Linked DNA regions of Pan troglodytes: region 1 is linked to region 2. The links are chromatin contacts, called in public Hi-C maps. All regions are on one chromosome and are shown on one strand. The core of a region is the stretch at or near the end of the contact, and the rest is flanking DNA. Distances in the headings are between cores, read along the strand shown.

What was found. Hi-C and Micro-C count contacts between places; a contact is called where the count stands out from the background.
Region 1: a contact with region 2 is called in a Hi-C map of stem cell-derived neural progenitor cells, with 1.9 times the contacts expected there. The contact joins the promoter of SPPL3 here to the enhancer-like site in region 2. A contact is called at or near these places in 1 of 7 Hi-C or Micro-C datasets (stem cell-derived neural progenitor cells) and 1 of 1 datasets of contacts at active chromatin or transcription factors (stem cell-derived excitatory neurons).

Annotation. Positions count from the first base shown.
Region 1 is chr10:127,717,675-127,723,939 of NHGRI_mPanTro3-v2.0_pri, forward strand. SPPL3 (signal peptide peptidase like 3) reads right to left here and starts at 3,008. Exons shown (of 11, transcript NM_001246615.1): 1 at 2,682-3,008. The coding sequence starts at 2,704.
Region 2 is chr10:127,577,226-127,584,116 of NHGRI_mPanTro3-v2.0_pri, forward strand. SPPL3 (signal peptide peptidase like 3) reads right to left here. Exons shown (of 11, transcript NM_001246615.1): 11 at 6,649-6,891. Among named protein-coding and RNA genes, the nearest start is that of ACADS, 40 kb to the left of the region's middle. Within about 2 kb of position 3,861, at least 9 of the 24 cell types and tissues checked have an H3K27ac peak or open chromatin away from gene starts, as enhancers often do. A contact at or near this core is called in stem cell-derived neural progenitor cells, where this site is marked.

The DNA.
Region 1 (6,265 bases), core at 1,758-4,257, 140 kb after region 2:
TATCACCTACCTCAGAAACTTCTGAGAATTAAATGTGTATATTGAATGCCATGTGTATAGTTCCTTATTTTATTATATTATTAGTCAGTTGAATCAGGAACAACTATTAAATAGGAAGCTGTGGCCGGGCACGGTGGTTCACGCCTGCAATCCCAGCACTTTGGGAAGCCGAGGTGGGCAGATCACTGGGTCAGGAGTTTGAGACCAGCCTGGCCAACATGGCCATGGCCCCATCTCTACTAAAAATACAAAAAAAAGCCGGGCATGGTGGCATGTGGCTGTAGTCCCAGCTACTCGGGAGGCTGAGGCATAAGAATTGCTTGCACCCGGTAAGCGGAGGCTGCAGTGAGCCGAGATGGCGCCACTGCACTGCAGCCTGGGTGACAGAGCAAGACTCCGTCCTAAAAAAAAAAAAAAAAAAAAAAAAAAAAAAAAGGAAACTGCCCGCTTTCCCCAGTCTCCCCTTATATGCCACCCTCTCTCCAGATGATGTAAAAATTTTCTTCATCTCAAAACCTGCCAAAGGTTGAGGGGCTAAGCTCCCCGATTTCAAGGAGTTTCTTTGCCTGTAAAGCAAACAGAGCTGACATTGAAGGAAGTATTTTAGTAGAATAAATTTGTAAATTGTCAAACTTCACAAAGTAATCCCTCCTTAATAGAGCCAACTAATGTCAGAGAGAGGTCGTGTGTGTCCAACCTACCTAGTAAAACATTTTCATTTTCCCCATTTCTTGAGCACTGCGTTTTCTATTCTTTCAACCATCCAGGGCCTCTGTACAGCACAGTAAAAACAGCAAAGCAGCCATTAGGACTCTCAGGGCCACAGCCATTAGGGCCAGAGTATGAGAAGCTCAAGATGAGTAACCACAAGGCATGACAGAAACACCTTTACCTTCATTTCTTACTCTGTCCAGAAGGAAGCTGAAATTGTAATCTTGTGTTCCCTATGACCTGCTACTGAAAGGCAGCTGTCACGCAAAACTATGAAATTAGCTTAAACCTCTTTTTAGAGCACGTGTTCACCAAGATTTTAATTCTTCCTTTAGGGTTACTTTGTCTCTCAGTTACCTTCTTCTTGAGATTGCACATACATCAATGAAGTTCTCTTAAGAATTATCATCTTCAATCCCCAACTCCCTTTCTCTATGTGAAGACTCAATGAGTTACCGACTTATAACCTCTAACATATAAATAATCCACTCAAAGTCTTCTACCTAAAACCATTCCTTATTTTCTGATATTACCCATTTCTTAGATGTTTCTCTAGGATAATCATAATTAATGTAGTAAGATCTGTGGCACTTCAGTTTGCCAAGTGCTTTCTAAATGTACTCACTTAATCCTTACAGGCTGTGGAAAAGGTAATTCCCTCTATTTTATAGGTAAGGAAAAAGGACCGAAGAACTCACTACTATGTCGTATCAACAAAGCAAGTTGGTGGCAAACCGGACCTCCGAAATAGGTCTTCCAACTCCACACGCCATGCTCGTCCCATTCTATTATGCTCTTTTCTAAGAAGGGAATGTCTACAGTTCTGTCCCAAACCACATTTGCTTCAAGAGTAAACCATCTTCAAACCATTTCTCTAAATTACAATCAGGTCCCCCACTCCTACAATCATGCCATTTCTTGCTTCCTCACTCTCCAGCTATGACTTCCTTCTCACTACCCTATTTCCACTCTTCATGGATACTGCCATCATTCCTTCAACCCGTCCTGCAAATATCCCACCTCTACATGCTAAAGGGAGACCCCTCATGTTCCTTCCCCCAAACCCTGGCACTCCCTTCTCCGGATATGTAGGTTGTCACCCCATAAACTACACAGTAGCTTCTCGCTTCTCGGCCCTTAACGAGCTACTTACTAACTTTAAAAGCCCCACAGAAATGAACTTAACTTGCAGGTCCTCCACCTCCACACTTGGCCCTGGGCGCCATTCCTCTGAAAATAATAGTACCAACCCTTACAAAGACTCTGCCCATGCCCCACTGTCACCAACGAATTCCTTTTCCAGAAGGAAAAGGAAACAGGTTCTTCAGGCTCCTCTTCCAACCTCTTCACCAGTGACTCCCCTCCAAGGTTCGTGGACTCTCCCCCCGCAGTTTTCCTCCCCTCACTCCCGGGCCTCTGCCCACCTCACCAACTCTCCCTGCGCTCCCTGTCCCAGAGCCAAGCGGCGGCCCCGCAGCTGCGGCGGCTGCTCCACTCTCCCAACTTAGAAGTTCTGCCTCTATCACCTGTTCTCACTAGAGCTTCCTCTCAGCCCAGCGGCCCACCTTTGCCCTGGCCTGCCTCTCTCCACCCCTTCGAGTCCTCCTGGCCAGGAAACACCCCCACGAGTCAGTTCCGGGGTGCCTGTCGGATTCAACTTCCCATCCGTGGGATTCCCACCCCCGGGGTCATGCTCCCCTTCTCCATCACCTGCTCCGCCCATAGCCAGATGACATCCGCCGCTGCCTCCTCCTCCATTCCCCTTCTCGGACGCCAGGTCCCCGGCCACTCACCGCCCTCCGTGCGCGCCAGCCGCCCCCTCCGGTGGGGAAGAGGGGGGCGTGCACCCCAACCCGCGCCCCCCCCCCACGACACGCACCTGTTCTTCCTCCTCTTCCCCTCGGCGGGCCGCGCCGGCGCCCCGACCCCCACCCTTGCCGCCTCCCGGCCTCCCGGAGCCCCGCACTCACCACGAGTAGGTCTGCTCCGCCATGGCGCTGCCTCTCGTGGGCTCCGCTGCAGGCTGTGGCCGGGCCCGGCGGCGGCGGGCTCGCTCGGGCCGTAGCTGAAGGCGCGGCCGGGGTCCGGTGCTTGCTTGCTCGCTCGCTGGCTCGCTGGCTGCACGGCGGGCCGGGAAGGCGGCTGGCGGGGAGAGGCCGGGCTCCGAGGCGGCCCCGCTCCCTGGGCCCCGGGGCGGGGCGGGCTCCGCTCTCGGCCTCCCTCACCCGCGGCGGCGGCGGCGGCTCCGCTGCAGCTCCAAACCCAACATGGCGGCGGCGGCGGCGCGGAGAACAAGGGGGCCCTGGGGCGGGCGAACGGCAAGACGGGCCCGCGCTCACTGCGCGCGGGGCCGCGGGAGCGCCGCGCTCGGGCGGCGGCGGCGGCGGCCGGGGGACATGGCCGGCGGGCGGAGGCGGCGGCGACTGAGGGGGGCGCTAGGCGATGAGGCGAGGCCACTCGATCACACCCGCCGAGGGGAGGAGGGGCGGGGGCGGGGGCGAGCCTTGGCCCCGCGCGGGTCACGTGCCCAAAACACGCTCACGTGATGCGCGCCCCGCCCCTCGAGCCGGGCCCATGCGCGGAGACGTCGGCTCCTGGGTTCTAGGCGGCTGCTGCTCGCACAGCCGGAGCTGTTGGGCCGCCTCCGCTGCCTGGTGCCGCCCCCCTCCCCACGCGGAGATGTCGCCTCGGGTACCCTCTTCCGCCCCTCTCCGAGGGGCTGCTGCACCAGCCAATCGGGAACCCCGATGCGCGTCTGTTGGCTGCCACTCAGCTGTCAACCGTCAGTCAACAGTCTGCTGGCCACGGGCCCCCCAACTGTCAGTCAACCTGTCAGTCAACAGGCAGAGGGCTGCATTCCTTCGTTCGTATGTTCCTTGGTTCATTCATTCAGGTAGCAAATATTCCAGGCAGCCAACCTTTACTGCGCCCAGGCCCGGCACCAAGTCGAATACCCCACGCTTGCCTTCACAGAATCAATCAACAGATATTTGTTGGGTGCCAACCATGTGTCAACTCACTCTGCCTTCCTAGAGCTTACATTCTAAAGGAAGAGACATAGTCCAAGCCCACAAATAAGATAATTACAGATGCTAAGTTTTACAAAAACACATTTTGTAACACAAGGTGAGGGGACAGAGAGTGAGCAGAGGTGTGGGTTACTTTAGATAGGGTGGTCAAGGAAGGCCTCGCTTAGGAGGTGACATTTGAGCTGATATTGAATGATGACAGAGAGCTGGCCTTGCAAAGATCCACAGGAAAAGAGTTCCTGGCCGAGGGAACAGCAAGGGCAGAAGGCTCAGGAAACCGTCCATTTGGAGGTCTGAAAACCGGCACAGAAATAAACACGGTAGAGCTAGACCAGAGACCAACAGAGTGAATCTGGAGCTTAGAGGGAGAGAGAAGAGAGAGATTAATTGAGGCACCAGGTACTGCGGAATGCTTCCCCAGGAGTGGATGAGGCCGTCTGAAAGGGTGAGAGGCTTATCAAAGAAAAGCCATTCTTTTGGCCGGGCGCGGTGGCTCACGCCTGTAATCCCAGCACTTTGGGAGGCCGAGGTGGGTGGATCATGAGGTCAGGAGATCGAGACGATCATGAGGTCAGGAGATCGAGACCATCCTGGTTAACACGGTGAAACCCTGTCTCTACTAAAAATACAAAAAATTAGCCGGGCGTGGTGGTGGACGCCTGTAATCCCAGCTACTCAGGAGGTTGAGGCAGGAGAATGGCGTGAACCCCGGAGGCAGAGCTTGCAGTGAGCCGAGATTGCGCCACTGCACTCCAGCCTGGGCAACAGCGAGACTCTGTCTCAAAAAAAAAAAAAAAAAAGAAAAAGAAAAAAAAAAAGAAAAGGCATTCTAGAAAGAAAGAATGGCATGAAGTAAGGCCCAATTCCTGGTGAGCTTGAATCCGAGAGTGGGATGGGTGATTTGTGCTGGAGTGTTGAGAAAATGTACCGAGAAGGTGCACTGAGGCCAGACTTTGAGGGCCCAGCTAAGCCTCCCTGCCAGTTACTGTGTTCATGAATAAAAATGATTAACCAGTGCAGCTTCAGAATTTAGAAACATGCCTGGGCAACAGATACACTAACCCTCCTGGACACCCCTCCACCCCCACCCTTCACCCCCCTGTTTCTCTGCAGAAGGCGAAACTCACACACCTGAAACCAACGTACTCAAGCTTCTCTGCAGCTTGCCCAACTTTAGGCCAGAATTTAGCTCTGCTCCAGTTTCCCAGGGCCTGCCCAGGCTTACAGGGAACACCACACCCTGAATCTATCTCCAAATGGATCAGTTGGCCATTGCCCATACATCTGCCGCTTGCCTGTTCCCCAAGGGAAACCCTTTAAAGAGAAAGCCAAGTACACTTTCCCTTCAGAAGCAAAGCTCTCCTTCCTTATTCCCCCACTGCCAGGTGCCAGGACCAGTTAGGTTCCAAGTGTTTCCTCCAAAGCTCTATCAGAGAGCCCTGGGAAAAGGCTCACTGATGAGATTGAGGTCCAGGCCAGGCGCGATGGCTCACGCCTGTAATCCCAGCACTTTGGGAGGCCAAGGCGGGTGGATCATGAGATCAAGAGGTCGTGACTATCCTGGCCAACGTGGTGAAACCCCATCTCTACTAAAAATACAAACATTCGCTGGACGTGGTGACCTATGCCTATAGTCCCAGCTACTTGGGAGGCCTGAGGCAGTAGAATTGCTTGAACCGGGGAGTGGAGGTTGCAGTGGGCCTAGATCACGCCACTGCACTCCAGCCTGGCGACAGAGTGAGACTCCGTCTCAAAAAAAAAAAAAAAAAAAAAAAGATCGAGGTCCAGGGGAGGGTTTGAGGCAGGGCAACAAGAAAATATCAAATCACCAGGGACCCTTAGTCTCACTATTCACAAGAAGACACCGGCCTGCAAAGATCTGTCCAGCCATAAACCCACCAGATGCAGGGATATTAAGGGGAGATGAGAAGGCAAAGGGGCTAAATTCTTTTTTTAAAAATTTTTTAAATTTAATTACTTTTTTTGTTTGTTTTTGAGACAGAGTCTTGCTCTGTCACTCAGGCTGGAGTGCAGTGGCGTGATCTCAGCTCACTGCAACCTCTGCCTCCCAGGTTCAAGCAATTCTGCCTCAGCCTCCCAAGTAGCGGGGATTACAGGCGTGCGCTACCACATCCAGCTAATTTTTTATTTTTAGTAGAGATGGGGTTTCACCATGTTGGCTAAACGCCTCAAACCCCTGGCTTCAAATGATCTGCCCACCTCGGCCTCCCAAAGTGCTGGGATTACAGGCATGAGCCACCGCGTCCGGCCAGGGGCTAAATTCTTGACATTCATTTAGCTCTCACAACGTTGCCAAGTGCTTTTACATAAAGCCAACTGTGTCCTTGAACGTGACGCAGTCATTCTGAGTTTCAAAGGGGCACAGAGTGAGGCTTAGGTCCCATGGGAAAGGCCAGAAGCCGTTGGAAGTGGCTTTGGGTGATGCAGAAGCTTTTTCTTTGGAGAGCTAAGAACAAAACAGACCAGACATGTCACTTTTGAAACAAAAATGCCACGCTGAGCCT
Region 2 (6,891 bases), core at 2,611-5,110:
TCTTGGCGAGTTCCTTTGTGACAATGGTGACAGTAATGGCACCTGCCTTTATTAAAGGGCTCTTGGGAGGCATGACTGACACCCGGTGTGTGGCCATCATTGGCTGAGGCTCTCTCCAGCAGATCTCCCCAGATCTGCTTTGACACCCCAGGCCTCTGAGCTTTCTTTAGGTCCTGAGTATGTCCCTTCTCCTTGCTTCACGTTCTCCTCAAATGAAGCCTGGCAACTGTGTCCCTGGCCAAATGATCAAGAGGGATGTGGGACAGGACAGGGCTGAGGACGAAGCCCGGGCCCATCCCTTCAAGGTAGCATCAGCTCCTTCATCAGCGACTTTTGGGGAGGGTCATGGGTCATCCCACCAGTTATTGATCTGCTTCATCAGACGGTGCCTCAGCCGTGATTGCTTCACTGTGTCCTGGAGGACTGAGAATTTTCCAAATGCGTGGCTGGAATCTCCTCTTACACTCTCTCTAGTCTGGCTACTGTCCCTCTCCTATTCAGTGGACTGACCTGAGCCAAGTGGCTTAGAATGACACTGTTTTAACACAGGATAGGAGTTTGGCCCATGAGTCTTTTTTTTTGAGAAGGAGTCTCGCTCTGTCACCCAGGCTGGAGTGCAGTGGTGCGATCTCGGCTCACTGCAACCTTCACCTCCCAGGTTCAAGCGATTCTCCTGCCTCAGCCTCCCGAGTAGCTGGGACTACAGCCATATGCCAGCACACCTGGCTAATTTTGTATTTTTAGTAGAGACGGGGTTTCTCCATGTTGGTCAGGCTGGTCTCGAACTCCCGACCTCAGGTGATCCACCCACCTCGGCCTCCCAAAGTGTTGGGATTACAGGCGTGAGCCACCGAGCCCGGCCCTGGCCCATGAGTCTTTTGTTCCAAGGGTGTTCAAGAAAAACCTAAAGATGTATCAACTAATACAGGCCCACAAAAGACTGACAGAATGGGAGCTTCACAGTGTAGTAAACTTTTCCCTCAAAACAAGCAGTAAGACTTTAAAGTACACTGAAGTTAAAGAGGGCACATGTAGTGTTTATTATGGAAAAAAAAAAAGTACAGAAAAATAAAAACATCAACACTAGTTTGTGTGCAGAATCTGGGTAGAGGTTGATCTTCTTGGCCTTAAGAAGCCAAAATGAGGAACTGCATGGGCAGGGTCACCCACCATCCCCCTCTGCATATGGAGCTTTGTGCTAAGGCTTTCAGTGTGTAGAAGAAAATTTCAAGACCCTGGGTGGGGGAAATCACCCCTCAGCAGAGGGGAGAGAACCAGTATTCCTAATGATGAACCGGGAGCTGTGGTGGTTTGAATAATGACATTGTACAGATCTAATGATTTTAACTGTATTCCAACTCTCTGAGCATTGTGTGTGAAATATATGAGAACACAGTAAACCAGAAGAGCGCCTCATATTTACTCAATACTTTCTATGAGGCACCTTCATCCCCATTTCAGATGAAGCAGCTCAGACTCAGGGGGCTCCGTCCCTAACCAGAGCCCCATGGTGGCTGTGTGGGGGATGCGCATGACAAACGCCTTCACACTCAGAGCACCACGGAGCAGTCTTCCTCCTGCCTCTCACTGGCCAGGTCATCTCGCACACTCTGCAAGGCTTTACATCACTGAAGGCTTTTTTTTTTTTTTTGGCTTTAGCTGCTCTATTGGCTAGAACAACTCTTCTTCCCCAATTTCTTCTGTTATCTATTTTGGCAATTCATTGTTCAGGTTAAGAAGTGTGGAGTCACTGTGGAGTCCCCAACCCCTGCATCGAATCTGGTAGCAAGTTCTGTTCTTCGCATCACCCTAGTCCAGGCCATGGTCTCTCTCACAGCGACTGCCCCGGGCAGAACGCCTACACTCAACAGGGGAGGGCTGCGGGAAGTGCCAGGAGGCACAAGGGAAGGAGGAAAGGTGGGGCCGGGGCTCCTGGCCGGATGGTGGTCTTGGGGAGGGTGGCACTGCATTCTATCCGCCGGCAAGGCCACGACTCATCCGTGCCATGCTTCGTCATCTTAGTTCCTCCCTGCACTAGCAAGCGCTCAGCCTCTTTCTCTGAAATTGGTTTCCGCCTTCCCCGGGGAGCTGTCACAGGATGTGTTACTGTCTGCCTGGGGATAAAAGCCCCATCAAGGCACGACAGCAACCGCAGGTGTGAGGAAATTCAATCTCCAATGGCAAAGGCTCAAACACAAAAGCTAGAAGCTCACGTGGTGGCTACACTCCAGCAGCTCCAGGTGGGCAGAGTGAAAGGTGGCAGTAGCAGGCTGACAGGTGGTCCGCCTGGAGAGAGGCTCTCTGGTGAGACAGAGCAACTGGTGTCGGGATCCCGGGGCTGGATCGCTTGTCTTCAGACATTTGGTTGAATGCAGTGACCATCGTGCTGTCCCTCTCTGTCTCTGTCCTGTGGACACCCACTTCCTGTCTCCCATTCCTCACAAGCGCAGGCCTGCTGCCCACTGCCTGGCGGCTTCCCCACTCCCAGTCTCTCAAGTCTTGCTTCCTCTGCCTAACTGGTTCCCATTCCTGTCATCTTTGGATCTGGTGAGAATCCCAGGACTCCACGGGGGCTGGAGACAGCTCGTGGGCTTAGCTATTTTCAAACCTTCAGAGCCTCTGTTCGCCTGCAGACAGGTGGCATGTTTTACAGGTTCTACTCAACAGGAAGAAGATGTCTTGGAACTTAAGAGAAAAACTGGTTAGGCAGACTCCAAATGAAAGGAACCAGAAGCGAAGCGGAGTCTGCCGCATGAATTCTTAAGAACTCAGGTTATCTAGGAAATCTACCGCACGCTAAAGTGCTCCTCCGTAAGTGCTGCAGAGTTAGAATCTTCACAGCCTCCCTGCAGGATGTTTGTATCAAGCACCTGCTAACCACTGGCCCCGTGCGGTAAGACTTCCGAAACCTGTAGTGACGAAAGATCATTGCGCTTGGGGCTGTAGGCTTTCGCTTGTCTTCAGACATTTGGTTGAATGCAGGCCTGTGCCCACCAGGAGCACTGGGCTTCTCCTACGCCAACTTGCTTCTCAGCCTTCTCTTCGTTGGCACATCCCGTCCAGTGATACAGGATCCCCAGCCCAAGCCTCTGCTATTTACAGCAAGGCCCAGAGTTACGGAGAGAAGGCTGTGGATTCTACTCTTGAACGCACTGTGGCATCCCTGCGTGACCTTGTGTGGGAATGGCTGCCACACCCCCTCCCCACAAGCCAAGCATGCTAAAGCGAGCCCTGCACAGACCGCAGGAGTGGGGGTTCAGGATGTCTGGTTTTGTTCACTGGGGGGCCCAGTGCCTCAAGCTTCACTGAAACATGACTGATTGCCTCTAACGGACAGGAAAGGGCTCTGGATTTCAAGGGAAAGGCTGAGGAGGAAACAGATGATGGCTGGAGCGGGAAGAATTTTGTGATGGGAGAGGCTCCGCACATGAGACAGTTGGAATCTGAACCTGCAGAAATTTGAGTTTAGAGTTTTGCAGATAGAAAGCAACCTATACATTGCAGGGAATAGGAATAATTTCTGGATTAAAAAGTCTTACCTGGTTTATCCCTTCCAGAAAGAGGAAGATGCTTGAGTTGGATGACTCGATCTGCAGTGCTTCAGCTGACACGTGTTAGCAGCCATTGTTCTAGAAATGATTTCACTGTTGGAAACTGCTGAAGAAATGTGATTCGGTGAAGTGGGGGAGGCTGTCCTGGCCACTGTGCACTGAAGACCAGAAAGAGACCGAGATGGCTTCCTTCTGAGCCTGTACCGCTGACACAGCTCTGTAGAGAAGGGGGTTGTATAAATGATGTCCCTAAGGCATGTACTCCCATGTATAGACACGAGTGCTGCATTCCCAGGCTCTGACGTAAACGCTAGGCTTTACAAAACAGAAACGTACACACAACATGGGATCTGGTGAGCAGTAACGTGAGAGCTGCTAAGCAGACACAGCAGGTTCTATTTTTAACACTTGATTGGCAAAATGGAACTCCCTTCCCCTCCACCCTCACAGAGAACGAGTACTTTTGTTTTTCTTGTGGGTGACCTAACTTACCTGTTTACCCAAGGCCTGTGAGCCTGCTACAAAAGTAATTCAGACAGTAGCTTAGTCCCAAGCCACCGAACCGTTCCTATGCGGGGAGCTGTCACTGTCACATTCAGAAAGCGTATGCACTGTAATAACAGCAATGGAACACACTAGGCTTTGGACAGACTTTACTGTCATATCTTCATTAGCTCAAACTAGAAAAAAGAGTTATTAAAAAGCGGGAGTTCTAGTAACACACAGTCTGTCTCTTTGTGAGGAAAAAGGACTTCAGATCAGTGAGGAAGGAATCTGCTGAAATTTCATGAACATGCCATGCCTAATGCAGCAGACTTCCTAGAAAACCCCTAAACCATGGTATTTGAGAAAACAGAATAAGAGGCAGACCTAAGTGTATCAGGCAGCGGGGAGCAAACGAGCACTGGAAGGGAAGTCTAATGTGTGCTTTAACTGCAGCCCACCCACTCAACCCTCCGAGACGAGTAGAGTATTTGCTGTTTCTCTGCCAAAGTTTTAAGGGAGTGTTTTAAGGGCTTTGAAGATTAGCAACTGGAATCCAGGGTGCATTCACAACCCTGTGTGGGTATTTCCCCCCAAAACCTGCACAGAAGTGAGAATGACAAAATAACGACGTTCCTTCTGTCTGGAATTTAATTTTCTTATGAAAACAAAGACAGAAAAATTAAAATGACCCACTGCCAGGATAACATTTTTTTTTTTTTTTTTTTGAGATGGAGTCTCACCCTGTCGCCCAGACTTGAGTGCAGTGGCGCAATGTCTGCTCACTGCAACCTCCGCCTTCCAGGTTCAAGCGATTCTTCTGCCTCAGCCTCCCAAATAGCTGGGATTACAGGCACCTGCCACCATGCCCAGCTAATTTTTGTCTTTTTAGTACAGACGGGGTTTCACCATGTTGGCCAGGCTGGTCTCGAGCTCCCAACCTTGTGATCCACCTGCCTCGGCCTCCCAAAGTGCTGGGATTACAGGCATGAAGGATAACGTTATTTCTACCCATCACTGGCACTTGCCCTTAATCCTATTTCTACCCATCACTGGCACTTGCCCTTAATCCGAGTCATTTTGGAGCCCCCCTCCCTGTCTCTGGGCCTGCTTAATTAGCTATATGCATCCTCGAGGGCTGAGAAGGAAGGAAGGGAGAGTCCGCAAGTGGATTTTTAGTCTTCACCCAATGCAGAGGCAGTTTTGAGTTCTGTGGACAGCAGAAGCTTCAGTTCTTTGATGTATCTATGACTGGGCCAGAGCTGCAGGTGACCAGGTCTGGGGACAGACAGAGTCTTCCCATCAGTCTTCCAGAACAGGGAGGAGATGGCTGGGAGCTCTGTTTGGTACCAACAACCAAAGTGAAGATTATGTGACAAAGGCTACAAAGGAGTCATTTATTAAAAACAAAACCCTAGAAACCCCTCAGCAGGAATTGATGACAACAACAGAGGAATCCAACACCCTGACTGCTTCAGACTCTGTTGGCAACAGGATGGGTGCCCCCTGTGAGCTCGATCCACCGTGACTTCAAGCCGCAGTGACACAGCACACTAGTTCATTACACAGGTCAAGACAGAGGCAGCCACTGGGGCGGGGACCCTTGGGGAGAGGCTGGAACTCAGGGCCCTTCTCCAGCCTTTGTTGTCAGGCATCCTCATGCCAACCGCAGGCTTCTCTTTGCCTCTGAACAATGGGCACCTTCTTACCAGGCAGGGGCTGCTTAGGTAAAGGTCAGCAGACCTAACACTAGTTACTCCCAGAAATCTGGGCTTGCAGCAGAGACCACAGCACAGGGCCAGGCTCTCAGGACAGAGCAGCTGGTTCTTTCCCCAGTTACTGGAATTTAGGGCCCATCTCAGAGGGGCATTTGACATGTGTCCCCAACACCCGGTTGTCACCACAGGTAAACCAAGACTATAATCACAACAGCAAGGACAGGATTGTGTTGCTTTTTTCCTTTTTTTTTTTCTTAAAGGAGTGAGGGCATGGAAAATATACAGCACACCAATGAAACAAAATGTCAAAAAAAAATACAAAAAAATAGAAAATAGAAAAATGTATTTACAAGTAGTACATTACTATGATGAGAAAGCACAAAGACACCTGCTGCTATAATACATGCATTGGCTCGAGAAGAAACTACGGAACACCCTGCGAGGGAGAAGCCTAGAAAAGAAAGAAAGGGCCAAAAGGTTTGAACTCTTCATCCCTAATTTGCTACACTGATCAAAACCAAGTAAGGGCTCCTGAAGTCCATGAGTCTATCATCAATCAGCACAAATGCTATATACTGGTTTGTAACTGCGGGGTCAGTCGTGAAGGGGAAGGACAGCAGCTTATCCATATACAAGGAAGCCACAGTAAACTGCTCGACATGCTCAAAACGACAGCAAGCCCCTGTCAGCTACACAGCGTGATCTTAGCAGGATTTCATTTTTGTTTATTCATATATATCTATGTGTGTGTTTATATATATATATGTACGTATGTATAAAAACCGTGCCCTTGTTCACTGCCAACACAACATCTGGGTGGACATGAACTCATTACAACAAATTCTTATGTGGATGTTGTAAGAAGTCACTCAATGTCTGTGGATTTAATAAGTCACTTCACACCACAGAAAATATTTAATAAATCCAAAAAAAGGAAAGAAGAATATAACGACAGAAGAGCTTCTGTCTCAGTTCTCTGAAACTGAGTCCCCCATAGGAAACTGGTCCCAAAGTTCTCGAGGGGTCATTGAAGAAACTTCGGTTTGCTAATTTTTTTCATCCTTTTAGTGTTCAAAAGTTCTAGAAAGACTCCTCGCTGTTTTCAGTTTTTAAACAGTCAAATCTCCATCTCCCCCACA